2 separate regions of the Zea mays genome follow, and region 2 is linked to region 1. The links are chromatin contacts, called in public Hi-C maps. All regions are on one chromosome and are shown on one strand. Each heading gives the region's core, a stretch centred on a gene start, on an enhancer-like site or on the middle of the called end of the contact. The rest is flanking DNA. Distances are from core to core; before and after follow the strand shown. Region 1 has its middle 100 kb from the start of LOC103638625. Region 2 holds the start of LOC100272765 (putative serine/threonine protein phosphatase superfamily protein).

The links. A called contact is a pair of places that touch in the nucleus more often than the background predicts.
Region 2: a Hi-C map of leaf shows a contact between it and region 1, with 4 times the contacts expected there. The contact joins the promoter of LOC100272765 here to the enhancer-like site in region 1. A contact is called at or near these places in 3 of 25 Hi-C or Micro-C datasets (ear, leaf and tassel).

The regions. Positions count from the first base shown.
Region 1 is chr9:86,628,100-86,632,761 of Zm-B73-REFERENCE-NAM-5.0, forward strand. No RefSeq gene overlaps it. Among protein-coding and RNA genes, the nearest start is that of LOC103638625, 100 kb to the left of the region's middle. Within about 2 kb of position 3,177, at least 18 of the 20 cell types and tissues checked have an H3K27ac peak or open chromatin away from gene starts, as enhancers often do. A contact at or near this core is called in ear, leaf and tassel, where this site is marked.
Region 2 is chr9:86,833,095-86,837,476 of Zm-B73-REFERENCE-NAM-5.0, forward strand. It overlaps LOC100272765 (putative serine/threonine protein phosphatase superfamily protein), which reads left to right and starts at 1,516. Exons shown (of 6, transcript NM_001147218.1): 1 at 1,516-2,001; 2 at 2,823-2,937. The coding sequence starts at 1,749.

The sequences.
Region 1 (4,662 bases), core at 1,927-4,426:
TGAACAAATACGACAATTTGAAGAACAAAATTGGGGTTTAAGTGGGTAAGATTCAGAGAATAAAAGTCGAGAAGGCCGCGGAAGAAAGGAGAGGCTGGCAGGGCCAGTCCCCTGATGAGGAACGACATGAAGATAATAGCTTCATGGGTATCCTCTGTCGAAATGGTAACCCCACGCTAGATTCGCCAGGAACACAACTCTTTTGGCAAAAGAACACCAGTTTCGATGAGGTACAGAAGGTCAATTTCAGAAATGACAGACACGTGGTTACCGGCGAATGGAAGTTGGCTGTTGGGATCGATTGGCGGGATGATCAGAATAGCAGCACTTTGTCTCTTCGTCTTGGGTGCCATTGTGGTTTCTCAAATGATGTGAGTGGATTTAGAAACTCAGGAAATGGGAAAGCGGTGGAGGAAAAAGCGAGAACTAAGGTTCAGAATTCAAGGGGGACGTCAGCAAAAGTATGGGTTGGCGCAATAAGTCGGGCGCAAAGCGGCATGCCATAACTCGCGAAAAGTTGAGATCGCAGAAAAGCAAGCATCACTCGGGCATTACCTCTAAAATGCTAGCGAGCCACCAGATGCATGGATAGGGCGTACAACAATAGATCAGTTGGGAACCACGTATTCATAGGGCGAGACCATTACAAACATGAGACCGACTCATCATGAGTTGGCCTCCTCACCCCTCGATCAATGCATTACATTACACTACACTACTACTTACACTACACTACACTACTAACTAAAACTACCTTATTCTATTACTAATCACTACTACTACCGATACTAATATTTACGCCAACAACATTATGCCGTCGGCCTTGCCGTCGCCGCCGTCGTCCTTGTCGTCGCCTTTGCCGTCACTGCTGTTGCCCTTGTTGTCGCCGTCACTGTCGCCCTCACCGTTGCCCTCGCCGTCGCCACCTTCGCCATCGCCGTCACCACCTTCGCCGTCGCTGTTGCCCTTGTCGTCGTCGTCGCCATTGCTACCGTCGTCCTCACCGCTGTCGCCCTTGCCGCTGCTCCACTCCTCAGAGTCGGAGGAGTCTTCCACCTCCTTCGAGGAGGCCTCATTCGAGTCGTCCGACCCATCGAGCCTGGCGCGCTCGATGGATCGCCAGTATGCTCGCGCCGTGGTGGATAGCCTCATGGAGTCGTCCGAGTCCTCGGACGACGCCACGGGAGACGCTGGAGCGAGCAACCGATCATACTCGGAGGAAACTTCCCCGAGTACTCCGAGTCACCGAAGTCCTCCGAGGGTGGACTCGGAGGATGCTTGCGCTTGTCGTCAGCACGGCGAGGACATCCCTTGCCTCTCTTGCCTCTGCCCATGGTTGTGCAGAAGGGGGAGAAGTGAGGAAGAAGAAAAGAGCAAGTGATCAAGGGCGAGTAAAGAAAGCAGCCAGGGCAAGTAGGCTATTTAAAGAGGCCAGGAGTGACCGTCCACTTCCTACCCCGCTCACCGAATAGTCGCAAGAATTCAATAAGCAATTCAAGCCGCCTTAAAATGAGCCAGGCAACTGGCGTCGTTACATGTAACATGACACCGGTTGGACTCAAGTCAACTGCTCAGGCAAATGATTACACACCGCTGTCACATCAAATTACTAGTTCAGGAGAACGCGATAAACGCCTTTCGCGGAGCAGGCACCCTTTGGGCACACCCATTGGGTATATCGCCCGAAAACTTCAAGATTTTCTGAAGTGATGATACCTGCAAAATATACGCATACCGTGACAAAAAGAGAAGATCGACTAAAACAGGAGGAAGTCCAAATGTGGTTACTGAAGCGCAAGTCCAATCAATAGAAGCATTAAAGTACATGGCTGAGTGGTGTCCAGCCGAGGGTCCTCTGTTTCAACTAGCCAGATGTCCAACTTGTTACCGATGAAATTGATTCCAGACCTAACAAGACATGGACAGATGGCATCACCTGGCTATTCTGAAAATTATTTTAAAAACGTCACAAGATGAAGACCTTTGAATGGATTACTTCTAAAATCCACTCAAAGCTCGGGGGCTACACCCATTGGGTGCACCTTCGGTGCACCTAACAGATTCATAATGGCTTGAAGCCAAATGCTGATTTCAAAAGCAAAAGGATGAACACCTTTGAATGGATTACTTCTAAAATCCACTCAAAACTCGGGGGCTACACCGAATGGGTGCACCTTTGGTGCACCCAACAGATTCACAATGCTCTAAAGCCAAATGCTGATTTCAAAAGCAAAAAGATGAAGACCTCTGAATGGATTACTTCTAAAATCCACTCAAAGCTCGGGGGCTACACCTAGTGGGTGCACCTTCGGTGCACCCAACAGCAGTACAAAAGATGAAGTCATGCTACGAACCCATAGACAGGACCAGGAACCTTTGAGTCAATTATTTCAAAATAAACTCAAAGATTGGGGGCTTGTGGGGGACATATATCCCCCGGGCCCACTAGAAGGCAAAACCCTTGCGTGGGGCCACAAACCAGTCACCCCGCAAGGTCGTCTCATCGTGGGTCGGGCAAAGACTACAGTTGAAATGGGCCGATCCAAGAAGGTGATGGGCTCGTGCTCGGATCGTCTGTGGATCAGGCGTAATCTTAAGGGAGTCGTCCGTCTTTCCCACGCCAGACGCCCTCAAACACCGGAGATAGAACGGGACAAAGCCATCGAGTTTTCCTTAAGATAAGCAAAGTCAGTTCACTATTTGCTAGGAGATAAGCTGGAAGAGTGTGATCAACGTGTGCGTAGGGAGTGTCCCACAGTCGTGTATATAAGGCCTAGGGGGAACCTCATCATTTTCATCTCATTTTAGCACCTCTCCATTCCGGAAACACCACTTGTAAACACACCACACATACAAAGCCACTCCACGAAGTAGGGTATTACGCCTCTCAAAGCGGCCCAAACCTGTAGAAATCGCCCGACTCTCTCTCTCGTGCTTCTGGCACAAACCATCGAGCTACAATCAGCAACATATCCTGGCCGATTCATTTCACTCGGACGACCCAGATTACATTCAGCCATCACCGAAGTGGTACACACCGGACACCGTCTGATTGGCAGCCTATGGTCCAGATTTAAAACAACCCAAATCGATCCCGTTCGCCCGATCACGAATCCGTGGCCCAGATCAGATGGTGCGAAGGGATACGTCACGACTTCATCTCCGCCGTTAGATCCATATACGACGTCCAGCGCACATCTCTCACCTCCCAACACCGGAGTTAGGCGGCGCTCCCTGCTCCACGGTGGCAGAGCACGCGGTGAAGGTCGGCCAGTGGTCTAGTGCATAGTCCACTGATTCGACGCGTGCTAGGTGTAGCGGATGATTCCGTGAACTTCCAGGAAGGGTTCTTACCGAAGCTCACGAAGCAGGGGCACCCAGCCATGTGGGGCGGGGTGACTGCGCATCGTTACCGGAGCACCGACAAGGGATTCATGCAATCCAAGGCTCCCTCCTTGTTCCACTATGAAGCTCCAACCACGGCATGCCCATGACCCCGACACATCCCGTGTTCGACGGCGACGGCAATCCTTTCTTCCTCCTCAGCGACGGTCCCCTGGTTCCGTTGCTAGCTGATGGTTTCCTCCCACAATGAAGTTTGCAAGCGAGGCGGAGCCCACGAATTTATAAGCCTGAGCCACGGCCGATGCGCGCGGTAGTTGCGTCGAACCGAGATACCCAGCGGCGGTGCGTCGAATCCGTTGTGACTTCCTCGCAGCGGAGGGGATGGTTCTAGCGTAGGGGCCCCACCAGTCATTGCTCGGCGGGAAGATAGAACTGACCAGTGGGTCACGCGCCAGAAGAACAAAGCGCACATGGGGGTAGTGTGAGGCTGGAGTGTGGGCCCTGCTTGCCAATGTACAGGGGAGTATTTCATGGTGGGCTGGCGCGGGTGAGAGGAAGAAATGGGGAGTGGGCCGCACGGTGGTGTTGGGCCGAGCAGGTGAAGGTAAAGAGGGAATAGGTAGGCTGGGCCGAGAGGAGGATGTCCGACCCAGACACAGTTTGTCCTTTTTTTTCCTTTTTTTTCTGATTTCAATTCCAAATTTAAGTTCTAAATTTATTCTTCAAATTCAAATCTGAGATACAAATGCAACAATACAAAAACACAGAATGAGATGCATAATTATGTATTTTATCTATTAATTGTTCCTTTAACCATTTAAGTAAACAATCCAAACATGTACATTATTCATTTTAAAAGAGTCATTATTTTGATTATGTAGTTTAAATTCGAAATGCAATATTTATTAATGAAAAGGTAATGTATATCTTTGTTAAAAGTTATCTTAGGTTTGAATATTATTAAGGAGTGTTTCTAATTATATGGCTCATGAGGGAAATAATCCATAAAAATGAGTTGGAAATTATTTCTTTTTTTGGAGTTTTATATTTTAGACTAAATATTTGAATATAAATTTGAAACTGAGGATTTTAACATTACCAAACAATTATTCTAGAAGAAGAATTTTGAAAGAACCTCCCTATTATAACCCACCTTAATCTAATAACTTTTTGAAAAGAAAATCCCCCAAAATAAGATTTTGTGGTGTTACAAGCTCCTACGCGGACCGTCTGACTTTTCCTACCATACAATACGGGGATGCACGACCACCACGTAGCACCCCTGTGACAGCGAACACAACAGGACAATCCAGATTT
Region 2 (4,382 bases), core at 266-2,765, 200 kb after region 1:
TTACAATGAACCAAAATGGTCACACAAAATTCCATTTATAAGCATTTGATTCACATACCACTAACAAATAGGTTGCCACTTGTAGATTGTTCCAAATCAACATATGGGTTTTCGTTAGATGAGTAGGGAACTGCCAACAGGGAATCGAAACCAATGCCAACAACGTCTTCAATCGACGAACGACACTGCCCAACATCTTATAGATCAGTAGATCACCGAGGAGGTCGAGTCCGTCGTCGATGGACCTCTGAAAATTTGTGCCTCCACTACTCCATTGCAAGTTGTCCTCGCCCCAAGCCGTTGATTTTGCTGCCCCCTTCTAGCCACAACACGTTGTTGAAACCTCGCGCAAGCAACTCTTTCTTGCCCCTACCAGACAGGAGTACTTGACCATGGTGGTTGCATTGCTGCTCTTCATGCCGCTACAAAGAAGGGAGAATTGGGCTTTGAAATGTTTTTTAATTCACGTTTCCTAAAAGCCAATAGAGAAGGGAGGGCAATTTCTAGGAGAACAAGTTCTTTACTACATGAACATACCTTCAATCCGCCAACGCATCTAATCTACACGTCGCCGCCACAGCCCTTCCATCTGCCGCCGCCACCCTTCATGCCCCTGCCACAACCCTCATATACGCCGCCACCACAGCCGACCTTCACGACCCCATAACCGTGCCCTTCACGTTGTCGCCGATGTAGCCCTTCAAGCCACCACCGTCACTGTCTTTTTCATGTCGCTACCGTAGCCACCCTTCACGCTGCTGCCGCTGCCGCCACACCCGCCCTTCAAGTCACTGTCTCCACTGTTGGTCACGACTTTGTTGCCCTAGTGCAAATGCACTCTTTTCGCCCCCCTCGCATGTGGAATAAAAAGAACCGGTGGAAAATGAATCACATGTGGGAAATGATTTTTATTGGAGTTTGGGCATGCCATAGTTTATAAAAATATGTGTGGAGATGAATTCGTAGTCCCAAAGTTTTTGAGGAAGTTTTGGTCACCTGTTAGGGCTAGTTTGGGAACCTCATTTTCCTAAGAGATTTCTATTTTTTTCATGGGAAAATGAACTAATTTCCCTTAGACTTTGTTTTTCGCTAGTTTATCCTAATTTTTTTTGTAACATATAGGTCTTTCTGGAGATCTCTATGGGTACATTTGGTTACAATGATAGAACAGAATGGGATGAGACGATTCCTCAAATTAGGTTGTTTGGTTCTAAGTCGAGGGTTGGGACATGACTATCCTAATGTTGTCCTCTGTTGTCCCTTAAAATTAGAGGGACGAGAGAGGACACTAGAAAACGTTCCTATCCTAGCTGACCCGTAATCAAACGCATAACTCTCTACCTGGTAAGGAGGTTTGCCTTTATTTCATAAAACAACACATAAAACTACTATAACCAAGGACTAAATCACCAAAAAGAAAAGCCCAAAGCCAAATCGAAAACAAATACCAAGACAGCGAGGAAAACAAAAAATTTAAAGAAAAGCTCCCCCCATCCACGAACAAAAGATCGCGAAGCGAGAGGGAATGATGGAGGCATAGGCACTAGCACCTCCTCGCCTCCACCTCCGTCCTCTTCGATCCCGTCCAATCCCCCGCGCCCCGGCGCCCCTCTCCGCCGGCGGCTTTGCTGGGTCCCGCGCTCCTCCTCCTCCTAGGCTGTTCTGGTTGGGGCTGCGGCGGAGGGAACTAGGTAAGGGGGAAGGAAAGGGGAGGTTTGAGGGAGAGCGCAGCGGCAGCGGCAGCAGCGATGCCATCGCACGCGGATCTGGACCGCCAGATCTCGCAGCTGCGGGATTGCAAGTTCCTGCCTGAGGCGGAGGTCAAAACGCTATGCGAGCAGGCCAAGGCGATCCTCATGGAGGAGTGGAACGTGCAGCCCGTGCGCTGCCCCGTCACTGTCTGCGGCGACATCCACGGCCAGTTCTACGACCTCATCGAGCTCTTTCGCATCGGTGGCGACGCGCCCGACACCAACTACCTCTTTATGGGCGACTACGTCGGTCAGTCCCTCCCGACTACGTATCCTAGCCCCTCCCGCCTATCCTAGCCCCTCCCGACTCGTTCTTGGTTCCGGTCGATCTGTTGATTTGCATGGTGGTTCGATCTGTTTCTCTGGAGACTGTTATTAGCTAGGAGTATTGGTTTCAATAGATCGTGCTTGTGAACTGAGGCGCTCAAGCTGATTATGGCTCAGTGGACGGGGTTATTGATGCTAAACGGATTGTTCAAGCTGATTATGCTAAATGGACTGTTTAAGCTGATTATGGCTTCCTCACTGTTGCTTTATGGATCACAAAGATTCTTTCTGGCGTTATTACATGATAAATTTGTTGCTTTATGATAAGTGACTTAAAAACTTCTGCAGACTAGCAATTATTGAATGTTTGTAGTTATTGTATATAAGAAATTGAAAACGTGAACCTTTTTAAATTTTATGGCATATATATGGATGGTCTACTGATTGTACACTACACTATTGCTCACATTGATTGTACACGTAAAGCATTCTTGAAAAGCTATAGATGAACTTATAAGAGCCTTGCCTGCAAAACACGCTTGTTACATGTGCTATTTCTATGGGCCTAGCATATGGGCATACACACAAACAGGACGCTGTCCAATTAAACTTTCCTGCAATTTTTGATGTGCTGCGTCCTAGTGCTGTGCAATATTAGACGTGCTTCAGGAAATGTTACCTTTTCCAGTTAACTTGTCAAGGTACTGGGGAAGCTTACCGTCTTCATATCTAAACTTTCTACTGCTTTCGATAGTTTTATTTGTTTCCATACCACAGTTGAGTTGACTATGGGTTTTTCTGCAGACCGTGGCTACTACTCAGTGGAGACTGTGTCCTTATTGGTGGCTCTAAAAGTACGTTATAGAGACAGAATCACAATATTGAGAGGAAATCATGAGAGTAGACAAATAACTCAAGTGTGAGTTCCTATTCCTTTAGCTGAACTCTACAGCAGTACAGAATTACTAATTTCAGTATAAGATTTTTTATCGCAGTCACTGGAAACATGATGACATTATTAAGTAATTTTCCCTTTAAATTGTTACCACCTCCGTTCCAAATTGTTAGACGCTCTGGCTTTTCTAGATACATTGCTGTTACTACGTATATAGACATGATGTATATCTAAGTGCATAGCAAAAACTATGTATCTAGAAAAGTCAAAATGTCTTACAATTTGGAATGGAGGGAATAAGTTCGAAACGGGTTTCCTAGACACCGAGTCCATACTAATGAATTCTATAACAGGCTTAAAACTTAAAAGTTCTACTTCTACTGCCAAGTGAACTAGGGAAATCTTTCTCTGTTTCCTAGCCATATCATTACTTCTTTGCAATACTCAGGTTCCTAAGGGCTTGTTTGGTTAGAAGGGGATTGAGCCCCTCAATTCCCTTCTAACCGAACAAGCCCTAAAGGATTTCAGCCTTGTTTACTTTATTTTTCATTAACGATGCATGCTTAAGATAAACTACACATTACTTCTGTGTTCAAGGGCATCAAACATAATAAGTAGACTAAATATGTGAAACGTAACTGCTGTGACATCAAATCATTTTTGTATTATATTCTGGAGCATCTTATTGGTCTAATGAGCTCCATAACCTAGTTTCAGCTTCAGAAAGTCATAATCTGATACGGAAGTTGGCTACACAGGCTTCTTTCTCTATCTTGATTCTTGAGAATTGGATTCTCATAACTTCACTCTGCCTCTATCCAAATTTTAGACGAGTTATTGTTGATTTGAGATGGAAAAATTTTCTAGACTACTGTAGATTCAGATGTGGATAACTGACAGGATATAGAATTCCGAACCTGCAGCTGCAGATCACTTGGTCTGGTTTTCTAACTGTAGGACATTATAGTGCATGTTTATCAGGCTTAAACCCTTGACAACATTTCCCACAAGGTGAAGGACCTCTCTTGTACACATTCTTATCTATCCCCACACCCCTATTTTGCATGCTTGTCAGTCCTTAATCTGCAAACCATTATCTAGATTTTTAAAATGTGAATTGAATTATTCTGCAAGTTCATTTAGATATTTTTGAAAAAGCAAACCCAATATAGATTGCAGTTTCACAATTTCAACAACCAATTCAACTGCATAATATTCTGTTTAGTTTATTTGTCAATTATTTGATATTAATTTGCCGACTTCTTCATGAAAGTTGAGTATCTCAAGTCTCAACATGTCTTATAGACACAATGGCGAAATGGCCACTAGCCGAGTTGGTTAGGTGGTATGAGTAGCACTCCTCAGGTCCTGGGTTCGACTCCTCGTGGGAGTGAATTTTAGGTTGTGGTTAAAAAAATCCCCTCATCTGTCCCACGCCAAAGCACAGGTTTAAGGCTCAGCCCCGGTCG